2 separate regions of the Zea mays genome follow, and region 1 is linked to region 2. Evidence: chromatin contacts called from public Hi-C data. All regions are on one chromosome and are shown on one strand. Each heading gives the region's core, a stretch centred on a gene start, on an enhancer-like site or on the middle of the called end of the contact. The rest is flanking DNA. Distances are from core to core; before and after follow the strand shown.

The links. Hi-C and Micro-C count contacts between places; a contact is called where the count stands out from the background.
Region 1: a Hi-C map of leaf shows a contact between it and region 2, with 6 times the contacts expected there. The contact joins the promoter of LOC100384725 here to the promoter of LOC103627496 in region 2. A contact is called at or near these places in 11 of 25 Hi-C or Micro-C datasets (bundle sheath, ear, endosperm and 4 more).

The regions. Positions count from the first base shown.
Region 1 is chr5:195,701,474-195,707,479 of Zm-B73-REFERENCE-NAM-5.0, reverse strand. It overlaps LOC100384725, which reads right to left and starts at 2,351. Exons shown (of 1, transcript NM_001177195.1): 1 at 1,061-2,351. The coding sequence starts at 2,225. The coding sequence ends at 1,236.
Region 2 is chr5:195,464,701-195,470,503 of Zm-B73-REFERENCE-NAM-5.0, reverse strand. LOC103627496 reads left to right here and starts at 1,461. Exons shown (of 3, transcript XM_008647784.4): 1 at 1,461-2,334; 2 at 2,447-2,598; 3 at 2,743-3,930. The coding sequence starts at 1,845. The coding sequence ends at 3,750. It overlaps LOC100381623, which reads right to left. Exons shown (of 9, transcript NM_001174440.1): 9 at 4,735-4,990. The coding sequence ends at 4,907.

The sequences.
Region 1 (6,006 bases), core at 1,102-3,601, 240 kb before region 2:
TCACCGCTAGAGCTCATGCATACGTGCGCCTTATCTAATCTAAACTTCTCAAGTCTACGTACGCTTGGTTATTAAGACGAAAAGATGCGGCGTTTGTTGTTAGAAGTCGAGACAACTAATTAGCTGAGCAGACATATAGATGGATCTTCTGTGTGTTTAGGGTTTTGAGACAACTCAGACGCAGACCGTCTCTGTTCTGTGTGTGCCTCTGGTATGGTATAGACGTCTAGTACTTTACTAGCTAGTAATGCAAGTCTTTATTTGTATTGCTCTGCATACAACTAACTATACAAGGATCTGTTGTTTACAAGGCTTACATATAATGGTTGCTCTGATAGAGCATCGGGCCATCAATCAAATGTTTTTGCATTCTAACGTAAACATCTCGTGGCAAATGGGCTAGTGTTCAGACGGGTAAAAATGACTGCAAGTCTCTGGAAAATCTCAAAATAGAACCAAGCCCAAATACGTGCCATTTGGTTTACAAAATATAATTTAATTGGTAATGATAATGATTCACACTTGATTACTAGTGGTAATGAGTTTGAATAAGACGATATCAGTTTTTAGTGTGTTATCTGATTACGGTTGGACTTAACCAAACATGATTTTGTTACCATTAACATTACAAATATGTGAATTGAACAGCAGCATAGTTGTAAGTTAAGCTAATAAAGCCGCCGTCTGTGAACACCACACATTCCTTGGTCTAGTTCCATCTCACATTTGCGCACTTGAGGTACTTATTAGCTGGCGTTTTGTAGCATGCATCTACTATCAACGTGTTGATCAAATATATGGCACCAGAAAATGCAAAAAGCAACATGATTAATTAAATATGGCGAATTGGCGATATGATTCAGAAACATATAGCTATACTGTATTACATAAGCATGTACAGTCCTTTATTTACTTAATGTACAAAAAGTTCACATAATCAAACACCTTATATACGTATGTACCACCATTTCTGATCATATAATTACCCCAGTATATCTATGCCATCGATCTATGTCGACATGTGTAGTTCAGATTTCACCGACACATATACATATACCCTAATAAATATTCTATCGCCTCCTTTTTCTTATCGTTCTGTACACACACATGCAGCTCCAAAAGCTACGTCAAATCCTCTAGACGAGTTCAAAGCCAGGTCCGTCCGTCCATAACTAGAAACCGCTAACAATTATTAACGTCTTTACACCTATTGATGCTTACTGACCGATGTCCCCTTAGTTAACGGTGACCTCCGGGAAGCCGAGCTGCGGGTGTGGCGAGAGCGGCGACAGGATCCCGAACACGCCCTCCAGCTGCTCCCACGTCCAGCTCGACGGCGTCACGGGAAACATCTCGTGGCCGGCTCCAGCGTCCGACGAAGGAGAGCACGTCGTCACCGTCGAGGCCGGGGTGGTCGTTGTCGCGGGAGACAGCGACGACGCCGGCGACCCGGACGCCTCGGCCTTGACGGACTTGGCTGGCTCGGCTCCGGCTCCGGCCCCGGCCGTGGCCGTGGCCTCGGCGTCGTGCATCAGCTTCCGTTTGTTCTGGGACGTTGCCGCGGCTTGCGGCGGCGGCGGCGGCGGCGCGAGGAAGTCCGCGCCGCGGGTGCCTACCTCGTTAGGGAAGTTGAGGATGGCCTTGGCGCCGCGCATGCGGAACGCGGCGCGGTCGTAGGCGCGCGCGGCCTCGATGGCGGTGTCGTAGGTGCCGAGCCACACGCGGGAGCCCCGCTTCTTGGGGTCGCGGATCTCCGCCGCGAACTTGCCCCACGGCCGCTGCCGCACGCCGCGGTACTTGCGGAAGTCGTTCGCGTCCAGGGCCGCCGCGCCAGGTGCCTCCAGCGGCACGGCCGCCGGGCCCCAAGCGTGCGAGGCCGGAGGCAGAGAGATCGTGAGCAGCGGCCTCCGGCTGGGGTCGGACACCGGCGAAGGCTCACCCCCGAACCGGATCATCACCGGCTCCGCCCGGAAGGCCGCCTCGCCGCCGGCCGAGGCGACAGTGGCGTCCGCGGCGTACTCGTTCGTCAAGTCCACGTACGCAACATGCGACGGCTGCGGCAAGAACGCCGCGGGCTGGTGGAACTCCGCCTGCGTGGGATGGTGAACGACCGAAGCAGAGTACGCCGCGGCGTTAGTAACGATGGGGAGGCTAGCCTCGCCGCCGAGAAGCTGCTCGCGGATGAGCTGCAGGGAGAAGTCGTCGATTTCACCGCTGAAGTCCATGGTTCAGGTGTGGCCGTGTGGGGTTTGTGTTAGCTCGCAGCCTCGCGGGCGGGGTGTGTGGAGCTGAAGTGGAGGTCGCGACACACAAGAGGACTCGGGAGTTTGGATGCGTGCGCGACTGCAGACTGCGGGGTGGAGGGGTCGAGCTGGGCCGGCGTACTTATATAGGCGTGAGGGGAGAACTTTTTTTTGTTCTTCAGGTTTCCAGGTTTAGCAATAAGAGCAGACCGGAAGAGGACGATTAGTACGAGCTCCATATAATTTATTGACGAGACGCATGGGCCCGCTGTGAGGAATACGGCAATTACCTAACAAATTCGTGTAACGAACCAGCTAAAAATGGAGTGAGGGTTATCTATCACGACATCGCTGTACAAACAGGTAAACGATTTATGCCTATACGTACAAAAGTGCCATTCGGTAAACGACTTAACACTTGAGTACCTTTGTCGTGGAACACTCAATGAAATACCTGTGCCGTTAAAAACAAAAAAAAATGACTTACCTAGTTAATATTTTTATGACACTCATAAAGACACTTATGTCCTCTAACCACTACAATCATAAGACAATTATGTCCATTCAGGATATTCGTCTTAACTCTTAACCATTTCATGTTTATTTTGTTTTAAAATAAAGTTTTTTTTACTTTATGAGATCTATAGTTTCCTTTTGGTTATTTTTCCATCGTGGTCGTTTGAAGAATTTGAATTTTAGATGTGAGAAAATTCAATCATTTTTTTCTTGGATGGATTATTTCAAATAAAATATCTGCCTATAAAGTTATATAATTTTTTAAGATATACAACTTTTATTTTAGTTGGTTTTTTATTCGAGATAGTTTGAAAAAAAAAATCAAATTTCAAACAGTGTGAGAGATCAAACATGATTTATTTAGTTGAATAGATGGGTTTAAATGAAAAGGCTATCGACTACGAAGATGAATAACATTTTTAAAACTATAACTTTTGTTTTGGGCGTTTCTTCATTCGAGGTTGGTCGCTACCGCTGTAAGAGTGCTAGCTCACATGTGTAGTTACTTGTAACTATAGATCATGTTTTGCCGCCCCCGGCCCTTTCGTTGTAAGAGTGCATCAGTTCGTCCATTATCGATCACGTCCATTGCGTTTTGCCGCCCCCGGCCCTTTCGTTTGACGTCAGGCTCCGCCGCTGGACGCCGCAGATCCAGCGGACCTGGCCTGGTCCTGCGACTAAACCACCGAGGTAGGCAGGTAGCTGCGCTGGCGCTGGCGCTGTCTCGGCAAGTCGGCCCGATCGAGCTGCCGGCCCCTCCTCCCCTTCTGACCTTGGGATGAGCGGCTCCACCGTGAACAGCAGCGGCACCTGTAGCTTGAGCTAGACTCTCAGTTAAGGCGGACGGCGATCGATGGGTCTGCTGCTGCCTGCCGGTGTTGATGGATGGCCGACTGGGCGCACGTTATACTAACTCGTGTAGTCGTAACTGTGACAGAAAGATACATACGTAGGATGAGACGCGGCAAACGCTGGCAAATAAACACATAACATAAAAGCTGTACTGCATGTCTGCATCTGCTCAGTGTGTGTCACACGATCGATAGAGATATATCCAGCCACAAGGTTCTGATAACGCTGGTCTGGTACATGGAGAGTTTGGCAATGGCAAGTTTGATTTTTTGCTCGTGGAAGATAAGGTTTTTTTCCCGGGTTGTACGCACATCGGTACACGAGTACACCACATCCGATATGCTAGAAAGCATGCATACATGTACGCGCGTGCGGGATTGAATAGACGCTACGATAGTTCTCTGTGCATGCACGGACGACGTTCTGTTATGAACGAAGCAATGCAGTACATAGAAGATAGGACATGAACGCTGGATGAGGATCTTCTCCGTTACGTCTCATCTATCGAGCTCCCTTCGTTCGTCAATCGTCACCGTTGTATTCCTTCTGCAGCGGAAGTGACAGGGGCCGGGAGCCGGAGAGCCTTGACCCTGATGGATGGGTGCTTCTGCTGTGCTGCTAGCCCACGATTAATTGGGACGACGGTGCGGCGCACAGGCCGGCACCGGCAGGCAGTCTCGGCTTTGTATAACGCGTAGGCCAGGGGCGCCAGTCACGGGTTCTCATGGGACGTGACACGGGTAGCCGGATAGGGCGGTACCAAACAGCTGCCGGCACAGTGACACCGTACGGTGGCGAAAAGGGCTGTGCCTGCTTGTCGGTTGTCACTCTGCTGATCGCTTTCGGACACGTATCGGGTGGCGCTGTTATTATTGTTTCCCACGTACATCAGCGCGCAGCCCTTGCATGGTCGCGCCTCCGCTTGTACACACACGCATATAATGCACACTTGCCACCGGCATCAACGCATCAGAAGGTACCAACACTTGTTTCTGCCAGAGCCATGGCCAGCCTCTCCAAGGATGTAGTAGTAGTGTAAGTGTAGTGCCCCTACTAGCTGCCGTACATATTCACTCTGTCATGAGGCCATTCCTTATTTCTATGTATTTGTTCATTTACGAGTTACGACTTATTTAAATATATATTTTGAGATAAACTAGTTTAAATTCAATTTATATCTCTACTAACTATTAAGTCTCGTTTGTAGACTGCCCCCGCCTCCTTCCGCCCGCCCGCCCCGCCTCCTTCCGCCCGCCCGCCGCAGTCCGTACGTCCGCGACCCCACCGCAATCCCGCACATTCCGCGACCGCCGCAAACGACCGCCCCTCCCTTCGCCCGCTTGCCGCAACGGATTTCCTTAACCTCACTGACTCGTGCTTCCCGCAGACTCCGTTGTTGGTCAGAGACGCCTCAGGCACGTCCTGCCGCCCGCCCCAACGCCGCCGCGCTGGCGGGACTCGCCGTACCACCCGTCGCCATCACCACCTCTGCGGGACCATGCGCGGCCCTCGCCGCGCCGGGCGCCAACTTCAGCCTCCTCAACGCCGCCCCGCGCGCTGCCGCCGCCGCCGCCGCCGCAGACGAGGACGCCAGGGTCAGGCTCACCATCTGGAGGCTCCCCGGCGGCGGGTCACGGTCGGGAGGTTCGCCGGCGGGTCGAGGCCCGACGAGAGGGAGCTCCCCATGGTGTACACGGAGATGGAAGGCGAGTTCAACTTTAACAGCGGCCACGCGCCCAGGCGGATCTCGTGGGGCGCCAGGCAGGCCGCGGCCACGGACAGGGGCACCGTCCGCCGCTTCCTCTGCAGCGTCTTCGCCTGCTTTGGACGCGGCCACGCCCCGTCGGCGGCGGTCGCGCGCGCCATGCCTGAGCTCAACGACGATGACGTGGTGTCTGACCACAGCGCCGCCTTCATCCATGGGTCCAGGAGCTGGAGCACCAGTTGGAGGCTCAAGGACGGGCGTGCCGACGCCATGGTGCAGAGATGACCGCCGTATACTGTGTGGAACTGCTTGTAGTACTACTTAGGAGGATGAGGATGATTTAAGGTTGTAGAACAGGGCAAATTGGTGTTAGTACATATTGTAGTAGTGAGGAAGGGAAGGAGAGCAGCATCTCGACCTCTCAAGCTGAGTTGTCTTGTGACGGCCTATCAGGTCACAAGCTGAGTTGTCTTGTGACGGCACGCAGAGAGCTGGCCGTTGTCGATGCAGGGGAGGATGTGGCGGTCCTATTTACCAAATCGCCGGTGTTTTCATCTCCAAGTCCAAGGAGGATGCGCTCTGCACCAAGAACATGGTCCCGGGAGAGTCCGTGTACGAAGAGAAGCGTGTCTCCGTTCAGGTGCGCGATTGCTTATTCATGTCCTGTTTTATCTTCTCCTTTTATTATTG
Region 2 (5,803 bases), core at 212-2,711:
TTTTGATGATTCAGCAATTGGTGAAGGGGCCATGTGCTCCATCTCCCAGTCTTTTTTCCAGTGCAAGGTGATCAAGGTCCTTCGCGAGGTCCTCGATCTGAACTAAAGCACGATTCATTTCATTGAGGATTGGTGTGCTAACTGGTTGGAAGGCACCGTGGACGACATCGACGATGTCGGCACAACGCTGCTCCACTACTTTGATTAAATGAGCGAGTGCTCTTCGGAGCTTTGTGTTCTCTGAATCCATGGTCTACATAAAACATATGGTTCTGTTAATATACGTACCTGAAAATTTTATGTATACCGTGGCCTAGTTGCTAAATTGATGGTAAATATACTCGGAACCAGCTACTATTGGCAATAGGCAGTTCAAATATTGATGAAGATTACTCAATATTGTTGTGCCAAACAACTGGTGTTATCACTAGTGGCCATGATTCAGTGTGTCAAATACCACTCGCCATGTATTTTTGAATACACATTGATTCCTACAACAACAAAGCTTCTAGCAGAATGCAATTTTCTTAATTTCAACATCAATTATCAACAGAAAACCTAGGGGTCAAGGAATCCTAGAACCATCGATTGAATGTTGCCTGAACCCTAAACCCTAGATCTGGACGATTTGCAGCATATGAAGTACGAGAACCATACAAAGGAGAATGGATCTGCAATGTTGACAACCGAAGCTTTGTACCTTGTTCTCTTTGGATCTGGAGCACCCGACCGAATGGAAGACGATGTCGATGGCAGCGAGGAGTTGCGCTTGCGTTTCTCCGCACCTTCCTTCGTCGGCGCCGTGGATCTTCTCAGCCTCTTCGCGATGGCGGTTCGACGTCGACGAACACCGACGGTTGCACCCGAGTCTTGGATCTTTGTCTCATCGCCGGCCACCTCCTTGCCTCCAGCCATCGAAAGCGGTCCGCCGCTGGACCCGCTCGCGCACGGCCTCTTGGAGCCCAGCTTGGCCGGCTCCGCCGACGAGCCGCGCCGCGAGGCCCCCTCGCCGAGATGGATCAAAGTCGCCAGCGACGGGACAACAGAGCGTCCGGATTTTTCACCACCACGGGAGCCCGAACCCTCGCCCGGATAGCAGACGCTTGGAAGTCTCTACATCTAGAGTGCGTGTGGCATCCTCTAAAATTTAGAGTGTTATTTAGAGTGCCTTGCTGGGCACCTAGAGTACCACTCTGAATCCTAAATTTAGAGTACAGAACGGTTTATCGAGCCAGCCTTAGGCCTTAGCCCATAGGAGTGGTGATCAATTTTGACGGTGATAATGAACTGTTTACAATGTTATATCATACAGTACAACTTTTTTTTTGTAAGGAGACCATACGTACAGCTTTTACTTGCACAGAGTGCTCGCGCGTACTGACACGAGTCGGCAGCTTACAACATCATCCACACCGCAACACACAGCTCATGCAGCTGTACACTTGACGCTCAGCAAAGCAGCAGAGAGTACGCGGATGGATTTGGGATACGCGTAACCTCCATCTGAATACGTCCGATGCGATGCTCCTCCCTTTTCCCACCACCTCCCGTCTTCGCTGATCCCGTCAATCGCCTTTCTCCTCTTCCACGTCCTCCTTTCTACCCTCTTCGGGGCGTGTTCATAGCAAACGCGCCATCAAGATGATCGACGCCGATAATAAGTACGTATCACTCCCTCGAATGCTACTAAACCCTCCTAAACCAGCTCGGCGCGCAGGCAACTTCTCTATCTCCACTGCTCGCCTCGCAATCCAGCTCCAGCCGCGACCCTCCCTACCTACATACGCTAGGTCGTCGCTAGCTACCTAGCTTGAAGTTTGCGACTTATTAGTCTCGAAGCGAGAATGGGAGCTGCCTCGTCGCGGGAAGGGGACGCTGCCCGCGCGGCGGCGCGCGAGCACACGAAGCGGTGCCGGGAGCGGCGGCGGCTCGCGCGGGAGGCCGTGCGCCTGCGGCGGCACCTCGCGGCCTCGCACGCCGCGTACCTCCGGTCGCTCGGCGTCGTCGCGTCCGCGCTCACGCGCTTCGCGGTCGGCGAGCCGCTCCCGGTGTCCGACCACACCCCGCCCGCCGTGATCGCGCACCGCCCGGTCGTCGTCCCGTCCTCGCCTCCGCCGTTGCTCCGCGCCATCGACCAACAACCGCAGCCCGAGGCGCGGCGGGGCGGCGCCGTTCCTGCTGACGTCGGCGCTGTTTTTGAGGAGACGAGGATGGTGGTGAGGCACCGGAGCCTCGCGGAGGTCGCGGCGGGGCTGGAGGAGTACTTTGTCAAGGCCAGCGTCGCCGGAGACACGGTGTCGGCCCTGTTTGAGGCCAGTACCACCGAGTTCAACGGTAAGCCGCCGCGGCGTCACAGACTCACAATACACACTGACTGGCCAATGAGATGAGAAGACGCGTGTGGTGTGTGATGTCTCACTGACTGGCCAGCTGAATTTGCTCGCAGGTGCCTCAGCCTCACACAGCTTCTTGGGCGCGCTCTGCTGCCTTTCGGCGCCAACGCTCGACCGCATCGACAGCATGAGCAGCCGGCAGAGGCACAGCGCCACCTTGCAGCAGCTCCTGGCATGGGAGAAGAAGCTCTACAAGGAAGTCAAGGTGATCGAACAAAATTAAAGACACTGACAAGAGACAACATATATATACCTAATTGCTAAAAGCAGTCACGATGGTATATAGTTTGTGTTACCGCTGTCATGATTAGATGTTACCGCTGGAATAACGTGATGTTACCACACGCAGGCCAGAGAGAAATCGCAAATAAGGCACGACAAGAAGCTCGCTGAGCTGCGGGACCAGGAGTACAGCCGGAAGATCGACGTCGACATCCAGAAGCTCAAGGCGGCGTGGGACAGGGCGCGCGGGCAGCTGGAGACGGCCTCCCAGTCCGTGGACGCGACCTCCTCCGCCATCTCCCAGCTCCGCGACGCCCACCTCGCGCGCCAGCTCCTGGAGCTCTGCCACGCCGTGCTCGACATGTGGCGGGCGATGCGGCAGCACCACGAGGCGCAGGGCCTGCTCGCGCAGCAGCTGCGCGGGCTGAGCAGCCGCACGTCCATGGACCCCACGAGCGAGATCCACCACCGGGCCACGCGGGCGCTCGAGGCCGCCATGAACGCCTGGTCCGCGGCCATGGCGCACATGGCGAAGCACCAGCGCGACTACGTCCACGCCGTCCACGGCTGGCTCAAGCTGACGCTGACGCCGGTCAACGGCGCCGCCGAGGCCTCTCCCGTGGCGGCGGAGCTCGCCGCGTTCGTCGACCGGTGGGGGAAGGTGCTCGACCGCGTGCACTGCGTGGACGTGCTCAAGTCGATCAAGAGCTTCGCGGGCGCGGTCCGCGCGATCCACGCGCTCCAGAGCGACGAGCTGCGGGTGGCGCGGCGCGTGAGGCAGTACTCCCGCGAGCTGGACCGCAAGTCCCGGATGCTGCGGCAGGTCGAGAAGAGCTACTACGACTCGTACCTGCCCGGGGGCATGTCGATGTGGCACTGGGGGAGGCAGGCGCACGATGCGGGCAACGAGGTGGCGCAGCGCAGGGACGAGATCGCGGCTTGCCGGAAGATGGTGGAGGACGAGATGCGGAGGCATGCCAAGGCCATAGACGCCACGAGGACGGCCACGGTCACGGCCGTGCAGGGGAAGCTGCCTGCCGTGTTCCAGTCGATGGCCGCGTTCTCGGCGTCGCTTGCGAACTCGCTGGAGGCCGCGTACAGGGCTCCACAGCAGAACACCAACATGCAGGAGTAGCTAATATCCGCTCGTTCTTCCTTGCGTTTGCAATTTGTTTTTCTTGTTTTCAGGACCTATACATACAATACAAAATACAAATAGAGAACGTAGAATAAGGCACAAGACAACATTATCGACTTGTCGTAGTGTTTTTGGCTGTGTTGTTAGCCTTTGTCAATGCATACAAAACTGCATACATTTGCACGGAAAACATAGAATTTGCGGAGGAAGCTGCAATCGTTCAGATAAAACAAAGAGAAACTCATCCTATGCAAAAGTCTTCATTCGACAACCACTGAGGCTAATCCCAATGGGCATTTCATAACTCTCTTTCTAACATTGTAACATCATCAAGGAGTGTAGTGTCATGAAATTAAGAATGAAACAATGTCTCTCAATACAAAATTTCATTTCACTATTTCATAGACCAACATACCAATTAAATGCTGCAACTAAATAATCAATAGAAAAAGTAAAATATGTAAAGATAAAACAAATCAATCTCAATGGAGATTACACACGATTTTCAATACCTTTAAACGAGTTGACATGATTTCATCCCTATAAAACTAATTTTATCTATGAAACTTATTTATCTTAAATACTATGCCATGTCGTCTAAAATGATGATATAACACATTATTAAATGTGCATGAAACCATCATGAAACTTAGCATGGTGAATAGCCTAAGAACATCTCCAAGAGACTCTTTATTTTTGACTTTCTATTTAACTCTTTATTTGTCTCTCCATAAATATTAAACTATATATATAACATCTCATTCCAACAGACTTTCCAAAATACAATTTAGCTTGGCTAGCGAGAGTTGCTAGCCAAATTTGACTAGTGAGGGAGTTAATTTAGAGAGCCAGATAGCTTAGCGAGTTAAATAGCTACTCTGTTGGAGAGTTATTATGTTATTAAGTAGCTAAAATTTAGCTTGACAAACTATTTAGCTAGTCTCTTGGAGATGCTATAAGTAAGCAGGAAAAAGGTGAAATCGTGAACCACCATTTCTCTATCCATCAAGAAGGCACGATAATACATCGAGTCAACATTTTTCCCTATCTTTGTTTCCCTGTGCAAACCTTCCACTCGGTGCAGTACTCAGCAGAACTGAAAAGAAAAGGGACCCGTATTCTGCCAAATGAAATCCACCCATCACAGTATACTTCACTTCTTTGAAAGGGCCATGACATTGAAGTTCATCGAGTTAGGGTTCTCCGCAATTCTAGCTTTGATGACTTCTGCAGCATCCTGTAGACAGAATTAAAGCAGATAATCAGATCGCACTTCTAGGACAACCAAAAAAAGGAAAACAAAATAATATATTAAAGATACATCGGTACACATGTTGAATTAGGCAAGACAAGAGGATACTCAAAGCTAAACGCAAATACACATTAGCATGCACATCTCCATATTTATAAACGTTTTATTCATAAAAGGAAAATTAGTACTGAACCCTTCAGTTTTATAAACTTCTAGTAAAATGTACTTTGTTTCTAGAACATGGCTGGGTGTGCCATTTAGTCTATAATACAGTTCCCAAAACCTACTAATTACGTCACTTGATGTCCACCAGGTTACTTGCCTGGCATCAGTGGTAATATATTCAGGCAGGGACTCTTCATCCCTCACGTGGTCTCTTCAAAAAAAAACTTGACGTCCAAATCACCATAACTTGAGTTCATCCATCTACATCGCACACTGATGGCACGATGAAATGACATCAACACGTGGGGCCCAAATGCCAATAGATGAGAGACAGAGAGAGAGAGGAGATGACCGGCATATAGGCCCCACATTTTCGTCATATCATCATGCAATCAGCTTATCAGCATGATATGCAGGCAGATTAATTCAAGTTATAGTAATTTGAACCTCACATGAAACGATTAATAAGCTTAGAGAGTTGGATATGCATTTTGGAAGTTTGGGGGTCTGGATCGAACCAAGTTCCAGGACCAGCAGTGCATTTTACTCATAAACTTTTATTCACATAAGGAGCACCAAACTATATGGTAAAGAAAAAACCAACATGACATGTCACAGAAATCTGCATATATT